Linked DNA regions of Triticum aestivum: region 1 is linked to region 2. Evidence: chromatin contacts called from public Hi-C data. All regions are on one chromosome and are shown on one strand. Each heading gives the region's core, a stretch centred on a gene start, on an enhancer-like site or on the middle of the called end of the contact. The rest is flanking DNA. Distances are from core to core; before and after follow the strand shown. Region 1 overlaps LOC123054153. Region 2 has its middle 42 kb from the start of LOC123054150.

Evidence for each region. Hi-C and Micro-C count contacts between places; a contact is called where the count stands out from the background.
Region 1: a contact with region 2 is called in a Hi-C map of leaf, with 2.3 times the contacts expected there. The contact joins two enhancer-like sites. A contact is called at or near these places in 2 of 5 Hi-C or Micro-C datasets (both in leaf).

Annotation. Positions count from the first base shown.
Region 1 is chr2D:515,133,051-515,138,739 of IWGSC CS RefSeq v2.1, forward strand. LOC123054153 reads left to right here. Exons shown (of 13, transcript XM_044477852.1): 13 at 93-1,666. The coding sequence ends at 263. Among protein-coding and RNA genes, the nearest start is that of LOC123055881, 10 kb to the right of the region's middle. Within about 2 kb of position 2,146, at least 6 of the 8 cell types and tissues checked have an H3K27ac peak or open chromatin away from gene starts, as enhancers often do. A contact at or near this core is called in leaf, where this site is marked.
Region 2 is chr2D:514,614,121-514,619,270 of IWGSC CS RefSeq v2.1, forward strand. No RefSeq gene overlaps it. Among protein-coding and RNA genes, the nearest start is that of LOC123054150, 42 kb to the left of the region's middle. Within about 2 kb of position 2,896, at least 2 of the 8 cell types and tissues checked have an H3K27ac peak or open chromatin away from gene starts, as enhancers often do. A contact at or near this core is called in leaf, where this site is marked.

The DNA.
Region 1 (5,689 bases), core at 896-3,395, 520 kb after region 2:
ACCTAGCACTATGTAGCAGCTGCTAATTATATACATGTCCTTTCTGGTAACATAGTAATATGAAATTTGAGAGCATCTATCTTCCTGCACAGGTGGACGCAATTAGAACGAGGTTTGAGAGTAACATCAAAGATTTGTATATTTTGCATTCGAAGTCTTCAAAGTATGAGGAGCTTGGTCTTTCTCGCTTCTGGGGGTATCTGAACTACAATGAGTATCACTCTTTGAAAATCACCAAGGATGTGGGCTGCTTCTACTTCTGACATGACAATGTGAAAAGAGGTGCATCCATTTATCTTGCAATTTCCGGAACTAGTTCACCTTTTGCATCCCTACATGACAAAAGTTAGTGAGTGTGATTGTGTGCTAGTTGTGAGGTCTCTTTGCTTGCATTTGCAAGCAGAAAGAAGAAGCAGAACGTGGGGGGAGGCTTCTTCATTCAGAGATACATATTGTTAAGATCAGCAGTTCTTGTATATTCCTTTCACTAAAGAGATTGGAGCTGTGTTATTGATTAATTTATGGAGCTTTTATACTTGAAGATGGAATGCTCGGTTGGGAAGTTATAATGTTGGAAATTCATTTCAAAATTTTCAGTGAAAAGGGGAAGTTACATGACTTGAAAACTCTGGCAATATTGTGGGTTTACTTGGACAATGAAGGTCCTTGCCTGCCCTCTGGCCTCCTGCCATTGACGGTGCATCCAAAGTGCGGGCATCCAGGCATAGTGATGCCGTACCTGGTATTTGATGTCCTGACTCCTGACCTTACTGGGGCCTCCTTGTTGCCCTCTCAGCAATTGCAACAAGATCACCACTAACTGGGCGACAGGACAGATTGGTTATGGGACTCTGTTCTTTGGTAAAATTTGTTGAACCTACCATAAAGACATCGCTGCCAAGTCACTACTAAAATCATGTCCATTCGGGACGTGAAGTTGTACACCATATGTCATCAAATGCTAACCAAATCCAGTGGTCTGTCCCCCACAAACCACAATGGATGGCTTGGTGCTGCTGCCTTCGAGGGATATGATACTGTCTACTCGTTTCTCACTGTTGAAAATTTGAAGTTGCTGGATGAAAGTTGGTGTTCCCCTCTTGAATGTCAGATTTTCTGGGTTTGATTCTGGTATTTTTCATTTGAAAGTTGGGTACTTTTGGGTTGATAGTTCTAAATTTGTTCAATGAAAAATTTGGTGGTTGGAAAATTGCACACTCCCATTGGAAGTTCTGGTTTTCGAAACTGCTGAATTTATGCTGAAGGCTACCACGATCTGCAATGGTCAAAGAGATGTTATCTGACCTGCGAATCAGATGTTCGCAGAGCTGATAGTTGCAGATCTAGCTGAAATTGTAAACACTGGCAGAGTGGAGTTCTTGGAAGAATGCGGAGCGATGCTCTGTGAGACACCCTAGCTCAGCTGTCTTATCCTTTCAGGTGCCAATTTGGTGCAACTGGTACCCTATACTTTCCAATGCAATATCCTATGCCGGCATACAAGTATGTTATCTACTTGTCTCGATGTTTTGCTTGGTCAGCGTGCCATCACTTCCATGTCCTGATACCTGTAGTTCAGACATGCGCTTTGTGTCTGCCTTATAACAGTGTAAAATCGAGGTTAGTTTGTGTGGTTTCGTGTACATTGATTGTTTGTTAGCTCGCAGAGAGACCATGTCAACTCCGTAGAACTTTTCTCTTAGTTTTCACTCCAGCTTTGAAGTAGTCGGCACACGAATGGCCCATCCATTGCATCAGGCCCGAACAAATACATCGTCGTACATGTCGATGCCAGCATGCTGGCGTATAAGTAGGGCTAGGCTAAGATCACGGCTGATGAGCTATCCGTTGGATAGCTACATTTCTGTCTGGAATCCCTTTCAGAACGCATATGAAAATCCACAGAACACGTAGCCTGACAGACGCACAACCACCAGACTGCATGCATGCGTACCACGCCAGTATTAAGCAAACCAATAGCGTGTACAGATAGACACCATCACAAAGCTCACGCCTGAAGAGTCGTACCCTAGCATTTTTCAATGGCTGGCGCATGAACACATGTGGCTCAAAACCGGGCGAGTCACTGTCGTAGGAAGAAACAAACAAATGACGGGACAAAAGGCTTGCACGGCACATGCAGATCCTGCGTGGCAAGTGCATATTCCTCCCCCCTGCTAGCTTAGCTGGCTAGGCCATCCGGCTACTGTACGTTAGCAAGTAGCAGCTGTTAATATAAAGCTTAATTAGGCGCTGTGCAGCACGGGGCATTTTCGTTAGGCGATTGATCGCCGCTAGGGTCCAAAAGGGCATCCCAGGTCGCAAGCTTGACAATGTGCCCTTGGATCAGCGAGCGCAGACAACAGCTAAACTGCACAGATGACCTTTTCTCGGTACGACGACGCTTCCGAACTGGCATCCTGATTAACTTGGCAGGGATTTAAGAACTCAGAAATAGGAAAACCGTAGAAATTATGGTGTTGTTTAGTACTTTAGTTTTCAGTAGGGACAAAACAAGGGTTTTTTTAATATTAAAATTGACTTTTCTATGTCACCTAGAAAACACAGGAATTGTTGACATAACAAGAAGAAAAAGATAAACAGCCCATTCCTCCATTTTTTTAAATATGGAATAGCCCATTCCACGGTAATACTGAAGAATCCTGTAAGCTAGTCACATGTTCAGATGGCAAATTATGAATTTTTCCTATCGGAATTCAATCAACCAAGATTGCCACGTTTTTTTTTTCATTTGTTCCAAATGGGACCATTGATATCTCAAAGAGGTTGGAGTGAGTCTTGGGAGCGAATTCTCATCATGATTATAGTATGCATAGATCTATCTGTTATCCAGATGTCCTATGATGTACTGAAGATCTCGTTTGCAAGGACCTTTTCCTATGCAAGTCTTCATATGTCCTCATGGAGGATGTGGGTAACAGAACTATTTTTCGTTCAAGATATAATTAACCAATCAAGTTAAGATAGTTAAAATCATGTAAAATTATTATTTCGATGTTTGATCAGGACACTAATGCTTAACAATGTACACTTGAAACCAATTTAGGCATACAAAAGTGCAGGAAAATGGCTATGTACCTTGCAAAAGTCATCCAAGCAAAAGGCATGGCAATACCAAAGAGGTTATAGCTCTTTCCAAAGAAGAAAAGAATACGGTGCCAAAAGCTGTCGACGTATAATATGAGATATCGTGAAAAGTTCTAACAGCTACATCCTTTCCGCGGGTTCATGTATAGCTTATATCATAATTGCTAAGCACAAATGTGCCTATGTTTTATTCAAGATCAAAGAGAGAAATCATACCGCAAATGCTTATAAAGCTGTTCCTATTAGTCTCTAACCACTAATGCTTACATGGCTCATAGCCACCTGCACTATAATTTCGTAGCCGTAGGTAGACCTTGAGAAAACAAGTAAATCTGGCCAATTTATGATAGTCGCCTCAACAAAGCAAATGTATGAAGTACTAGTCTTGAGTAAGGAGAGTGATATTAAAACGATCCCTCTAGTAGTGGTAGAAATCTGAGACCCCCCTACTTATAGTCCTTGGCTAGCTTGTTATCTTGGAGTATCAGAAGTACAGAACACTTACCATGACTATGACAATAACCAGTCCCCCTCTGTCAACAGGATCTCCACACAGGACTCCTCTCTGAAGGAAGAATACATGAGTGATATTGGTTCGGCTCACATCTCATCCGACGATGTGCTCGACGAGGACATGAGCCGAAACAATACCAGCATGTCGTCTTCTTCTTTCTCCGTCTTCCGTCGTCCCGGCCTAGGTTCCTAGGCAGCAGCTTGCTCAGAGGATGCTGATGGCTAAGCTACCATAGCTTGGCCTCAAAACAGTGTCTTCTTTGCTGATGGCTAAGCTACCATAGCCTGGCCTTTTAATGGAGGTGTGTGTTGGTGGAGTGAGCCACGTATGAGAAACTTTAGCAGCCTACCCTCCCCACCGGAACTTCTATTTCGGCGTAGAGAATTGCCACTTGCTCCAGGATATGCTAACCTAATCGTCCATGGACCAATGGTACGGTTGGCTCACTGACCTTGCGATCCAGCTCTCCGGTTTTGTTCTGTTCTTCAGTTATATCTATTCCATTGGGTTACAATTGAGGTAGTCGTCCTGTCTACGTAGGTTCGCCGGCCTTTACAGCTCTATACAACACGCAAAATAAAGTGGCGATCTGGCACTAATTTTAAAGGACCTAGCTCTGTAGCCACAGCGTGTTGAACAATTTAGTAGATGCGCAAGTTGAGACCGTTATCTAGGCTTATCGTCAGTACTCTTATGTATCATAGGACTCTAGATTCCGGGAATAACATGATACTCACTCGATGCTGTCGCCCTTTTAGACGATCTTTTGGCAGAAAATTGCCCCATATGATCATTCTTTTAGGCCGCGCCAACTGCTAGCGATTCGGTAAGTGGCAGGCCACTTCGCAAGAGATCCACAGTATCAAGTTGAACAAGTTGACAAGTTTCATTGGTTGATTTCACACTCAGTTTTCGTACCTTGGCAACAACTCCCGTCGCTATTTCATGTCCCTTGTGCGAAGCCAAGTTTTCATTTTTCTTTAAATTATATAAAACTATGAAGTCAAGTTTCTTTCGTATGTTGTCACGTATAGTACATACGTTCTCACTTCAGATAGGTATTCATATGTCCTATACACATACCAATTTATAGACATTCAGAAACACTCCTAGATGGCAAGTTCACATGGTTTCCTCTATGCACAGCCAGCAAATTCAGCTGCAAGTTGATACAGTATGTAGTAGAAATCATTCCGTACGAATCACAAGTTGATCGCAGAAATACTACTGATGACAATATCACATGGTTTCTTCTTCACAAGGGAGGGCTCTGTCTTTAGATGTTCCTTCAAGTTTTGTTAGGGTTTGTGTCCTGCTCAGGAAGACGAGACTACGACGGCTTTCTGAAAATGGAATAAGGTTCTCCCCGCCTAGTCCCCATTCCGGTGGACCGGTGGTGCATCTAACATCGTCGGTGGGTGTGTGGTGGTGTGTCTCCGGTGGATCTGTCATTGGTGGATTTGCTCGGATATTGTCGTAGTTCGTCTACGTTCGTGTGTCTTTAGGTTGGATCCTTCCGATCTATGCTACTCTTCAATTACGGCGGTTGCTGATCTGGTGCGCTGGTCCTATGGGGCCTTAGCACGACGACTTTTCGACTGTCTACTACAACAAGGTTTGCCCGGCTCCAGCGAGGGAGGGACGATGACGGCGGCGCGCCTTTGGCTCGGTTCAGTGATTGTAGTCGTCGCTAGGTGGTCAACGGATCTGGATGTAATTTTTATTATTATTTCTAATGTCTGTTGTACTACCATGATTGAAAATGAATAGATCGAAAGTTTTTTGAAAAACAAGTTGATTCATTAAAAAGGACACTGTCAGCGCGAGATGCGCACCAGTCACCGAATCCCTTCCACTCCAACCGGAGACCAATCCGCTCGCAGATCGGTCGGCATCGGGGGCCCAAGCGTGCTCCATCTTCGCTTGCACCCAAATGCTAGGCTGTATATATACTGAAGCTACCACTAAGTGTAGATTATGGGAGGGAGGGAGTGCGTAGCAGCTAACTAATCTACAGATTAGTTAGTCATACGGCACAGCGGCTGCGGTTGTTTGGGCCAATGGCGA
Region 2 (5,150 bases), core at 1,646-4,145:
ATGTATTCTCATGCAAAGAGTCGAGGTGAGAATTTTTAATTAAATAATGAACCTATTTTTTTAGCACGATCACATGCTAGGTCAGCTGGTTGGGGCCTTTGCGGTCATGAGTTTCAATCACACAAAGCACAAATATTTTTCGATGCTCCTTAGTCTGCAGAAAAAAGAGTGCAATGCAGGCCCTCCTAACATATTTTATTTAAAATATCTAGCCAATTCAAATGAGGTAAACACACACATATATATTCGCTACTCCTAAGTCTATAGAAAGAAAGGTGCACTGCAGACCCTTCTAGCATACTTTATTTAAAATATGTAGCCAGTTTAAATAAGGTAAAAAACATTTAATATTCCATAGCAATTAATTAGGTTAATTAAGGTTATGCCCTAAAAAGAAGTTTATATTAGTTAACATGAACGACTAGTAGCACGGTTGGAAACAAGCATTTTTTTCATCAAATTATATATATAAATTATTTTAATCCGAGTTAAGGTTGCAAAGTTATAACATGATCATTTTAGCATATTCTCTGTAAATAATAAAGATCAGGGACCTAAACGGGCTGAAACAGAGTGAATTAGGCCTACTGTAGTTGAACGTGAAATACTAACCAATGCCCTGGTGCGTGCGATTGTGGGTACAGAAGTTGGGCCAAAACCCAACAGATAGAGAGAAGGGAGAGGGACTTAATATTGGACCGCAGATTATTTTAAACAGCGGGCTCTTTATAAAAGTACGACGGCAGACGGGCAGAAATACTCCGTACTTTATTAATAGGTATAGATATAGACTTGGTTGCTTTTTTTTCACCAATGCGATGGAATGCCCGGAACGAAAGAAGAAAAAAGATATGCACCCAGGCTTCTTCTCGAATGAAACTTCTGGCCCTCCAGATCGAGAAAAAACAAGACACATAGTCATAGGCAATGGTAATCAGGTTGACAGTCTGAGTCTGAGAGGAGAGCGGCGGGAGCGAGCCATCAAGCGCAATCTACATATGCAGCGCGGTATATAGATTATCAATAGATATTTTGGAATTTGAACACGTTTTTTTTGGAACAAGTGAATATTTTGTACAAGACAAATATTTCAAATTTGTGAACAATTTTATAAAAGTGTGATCATTATTTGAACATGTAAGTTTTTTTGAAACCGCAAACATTTTTTAATCTTGATTTTTTGAAAACAACACTCATTTTCAAATTTGAACAAATTCTAAAACACCTTTTTTTTTGCAAAATGGGAACAATTTTCCAAAAATTTCCAAAATTTGAAAGGAGAACATTTATTTTCATCTGTGATTTTTTTATACTTCGAACAAAATTTTGAAAAGGCAAATATTTTTCAAATTTTTGAAAAAAATGAAGTAGGAACATTTTTTGAAGTTCTGAACAACGTTTGGAAGCACATTTTTTTTCTAAAATCTTGAATTAGTTTTGAAAAAGCAAACCTTTTTGAATATTTAACCAAAATTTCAAAACCAGAACATCTTTTGAAGTTTTGAACATTTTGTGATAAACACAACCATTTTATGAAATTTACAATTTTTTTTATTTTTAGCAAGAAGGTGGAACTTTTTTGAACTGTTGAACAAATTTTGAAAAGCAGTATCATTTTTAAATTCCCAGTTTGTAATATGTGAACTAAATTTGAGACCAGGAACATTTTTTAAGTTGTGAAAAATTATGATAAACGCAAAAAAAAAATGTATTTACCCACATTTTTTGGAAAACACAAAAAATAAATTTGAAAAAGGAAAAAAAAAAGAAAAGAAATCACAATAATAGAAAGAAAAAACCGGTCCAGGAACCTCCGAGAAGGTTCCCAAAACCGAAAAAACCAGTTGGGACCCTCCTAGAACGTTGTTTAAACATGGATCACTAAAACGCCTTAACGGGCCGGCCCAGATCAACGCTCGCTCGCCATGCCTGTGCGAATGACGCAATTTTTGTATCTTTTTTTCCGTGAACTGCGTAGCTTTCAGTTGAGCCTTCGGACTAATCCGCGTGAGATAGGGAGTTGAGAATACACTTTGTTGCTTTCTTTGTTTTCACCAATGCGATGGAATGCCCGGACCGAGAGAAGAAAAAAGATACGCACCCGGGCTTCCTGCACCTGCACAGTCCGGCGACCGTTTTGGCACGAAAACTGTCGGCCCTCCGGATCAATCAACAAAAAACAGGAGACGCAGACGCAGAGTCGCAGACAATGGGAATCAGGTAGGCAGGCTGAATCTGAGTGGAGAGCGGCGGGAGAGAGCCATCAGCCGCGGGGCCCCGACCGCAATAGCGCCAGGAACTCACCTGATCGGAACCACCAGACCAGAGGCAGCAGGAGGATGTCAAATTCCAGCGCCGAGGTCGACCCGCGAAAGCGACCTCCACGATCGATCATCGTTCATCCCTCTCCCACAAGGACAGTGCTCTGCTCCGGGTCACACACCTTGGCCCCGCCTTCGCCTCCTCCGCGTAGCTTGCGCCGTCGGGCCGGCGCGTGGCCCCGTCCACCGGGAGACGACGAAGAAGCCACTGCCGTGGTGCAGGAAGGCCGTCCGTCCGTCCGTGCGCGCCGCACTTTGGCCGCCGCCGGCCGGCACGCAGCGCGCACAAGTCAATCCCTGCTACTGCGGGCGCGTGCGGCTGCCATAGCCTTGCCGTGTCTCGGCTCGTGCAGGAATATGCATGGACAGCGCCATGGTTGGGCCGGATACGCGGCGGATTTGATTTGACCTTCAAGCGCCAGCAGCACCACGATCTTCCGTCCGTCCGTTGGGCTATTCTTGCGACCTCTGACTCGAGAGAGGCTGACCGGTCGAGAAACTGGGCACGTCCTGTGCCCGAGTGGAGGCGGTGAGGAGGTGAGGTCACGACGGCGACGGTTGGAGACGCGCGACGACCCGGAGTTGAAATCCGGGGCGCGCTGTCGGGCGCCGCTGTTGTGCTAACCTGTCCATGTCCAGCCTCGTCTGGGCCAATCGCGGGGCTCGATTAAGCGTGCCAACGGGTTTTCCTTCCGTGTGATGGCGAGCGAATCCACTCAGGTTTTTATAAATGGGTAGCCGTGAAATTCTCCACCGCTGGCCGTTTGTGGATGCTTGCGCTGGCGATCGCGTCGCCGTCTTCCTTTTCTTCTGATTAGATGTCTGAAGAGATCGTCGGTCAAGGACAGACGTATTGCGTCTCTTCAAAGCGCGTGTGTATGCTACGAGTGTGTACACAGTCAGAGAAGATGTTTGGAATCCGCGAAGGCTGTTCTTTGTTGAAAGGAAAAGCCAATCCTCGCATTTTCGCCGCATCTCTTATTCCCGCGGCGCGATCCGAGTGATGCAGGAAAAGTAGTAAATCCACCAAGGGAAAAGGTCTTGCTCGGAACATCCCTGTATTCTCCACCGCCTTCGGATGAGGCAGCGGCACGGCAGCATGCATCTGCGGAGCTAACACACTGTTAGTGGTTTTCGAAAATCCAAGCAGACCATGTGTATCCATGTCTGCGTGCTAAACACTGTGTGTTGAAGCGAAAATGGGCCGATGCATCATCCATGCCATGCCACGACGGCTCCCACATCTTCTGTTCTGAACTCTTCTTGTGAGACTGTGGTGACCATAACCATATATATGTATTATCCATCTTCAAAGCAGCTTGACTGCGGCTTGACCATCACGCGTGACCAAACAGCAGTTTTATACTAGTAGTACAGGGCCGGGACAGGAAGAGAACAAAACCCACCGTTGTCCCGTTCCCAGTTCGATCGTTCCCCAAGTTGTTGCTTCGGAAACCCAATATTCTCCTGGATCGCAACGTCCCAAGCAGCTAGAGACAAGACGAGGGAAAGAGGAAGAGGACGAAGTGTGCGGTGAGCTGAGCAGACATGCTAATGGCCGGTTCTAATACTAACAATCACTTGTAAAGAGGGGTCTGCGAGATGCTAGTACGTATTAAACTAGGAGGGATAGGAGGGCGATTGAAAGCTGCAGTCGGCCTGCCTGCCTGCCCGTGAAACCCAGAGGATCGTGGAATTCCATGCGTTCCTTTCCGCGGATCACAGGCATTGGATTCTTGCGACGTACGTCTGGTTGCCGCGTGGAGTGTGCATCGGACGGGGACCTCCTCCTCCTCTTGTCGTTTCAGTTTCGTACTAGCACTACTCTGGTTATTACCACTCCACTGATGGCGGGAGATACACTCCTACTTCCTCCGTTCACAAATATTTCCTCCGTCCCAAAAGCTGCTTTTGAGGATGGAGGGAGTATAAGGGCCGGTTCTTTTAAGTCGCTCCATGAAAATAAGCTGCTCTCGAAATAAGCCCCAAATAAGCTGTTGTGGAAATGAGTCCATAAAAATAAGCCATCTAGTTCTTTCCAGATTCTGTCATTCAGCGTATTTTCTCACGTCACATGAAGAGTCTGTAATACCCTTGAACTATAATTTAGGACTTAGTTACACTAACATCATTGTCTTGTATATGAATATCACAAAATGTTAAACACCATTACAATACACATGTTTATACCACAATCATCAACAGGACAATGTACGGAAAACGCTCACTGTCCAATAGATAAAAAAAAAACCTTACTAACTAACCACAAATACTTAGCAATAGGAAAGAAAAAATGAATCAATCAATTTGACGTACAGAAAATGGATCAACCAATTTGACATCACAATTTGATGTATAAAAAATGGACCAACCAATTTGACATCTGGATGTCAATTTGATCATAAGTAAAAAAAAGGCTTGCAGGCAATAGCTCGAACACCATGCGGGTCCGCCAACACCGAAGCTAGGTCAGCAGGGGCCAGTGCGGGATAGACGGAGATGCAGGGGGGAGGGGAGGCAAACTCGCCGGTGATGGCTGCTCCCGCTCGGGCTCGAGCTCAGAGACGGTGGATCGAAGGGGAACGGTGGGGGTGCATGACCAGGGCCTTGGTGATGGTTGCTCCCGCTCGGGCTCGGGCTCACGGCCAGCTGTAACGTGGCCTCTGTCCTCGGCGGCAAGCTGCTGATGGGGCGCACGTCGGCGGCTCGAAGAGTGGTGGCCGTGGAAACCATATCGGGAGCTCGGGACGAGCTCCCCTCCTCCTTTATGTTCTGGTTGCACACGTGGGCATGGCCTTTTTTCGATCGGGTTCGTGGGCAGGTCACGCG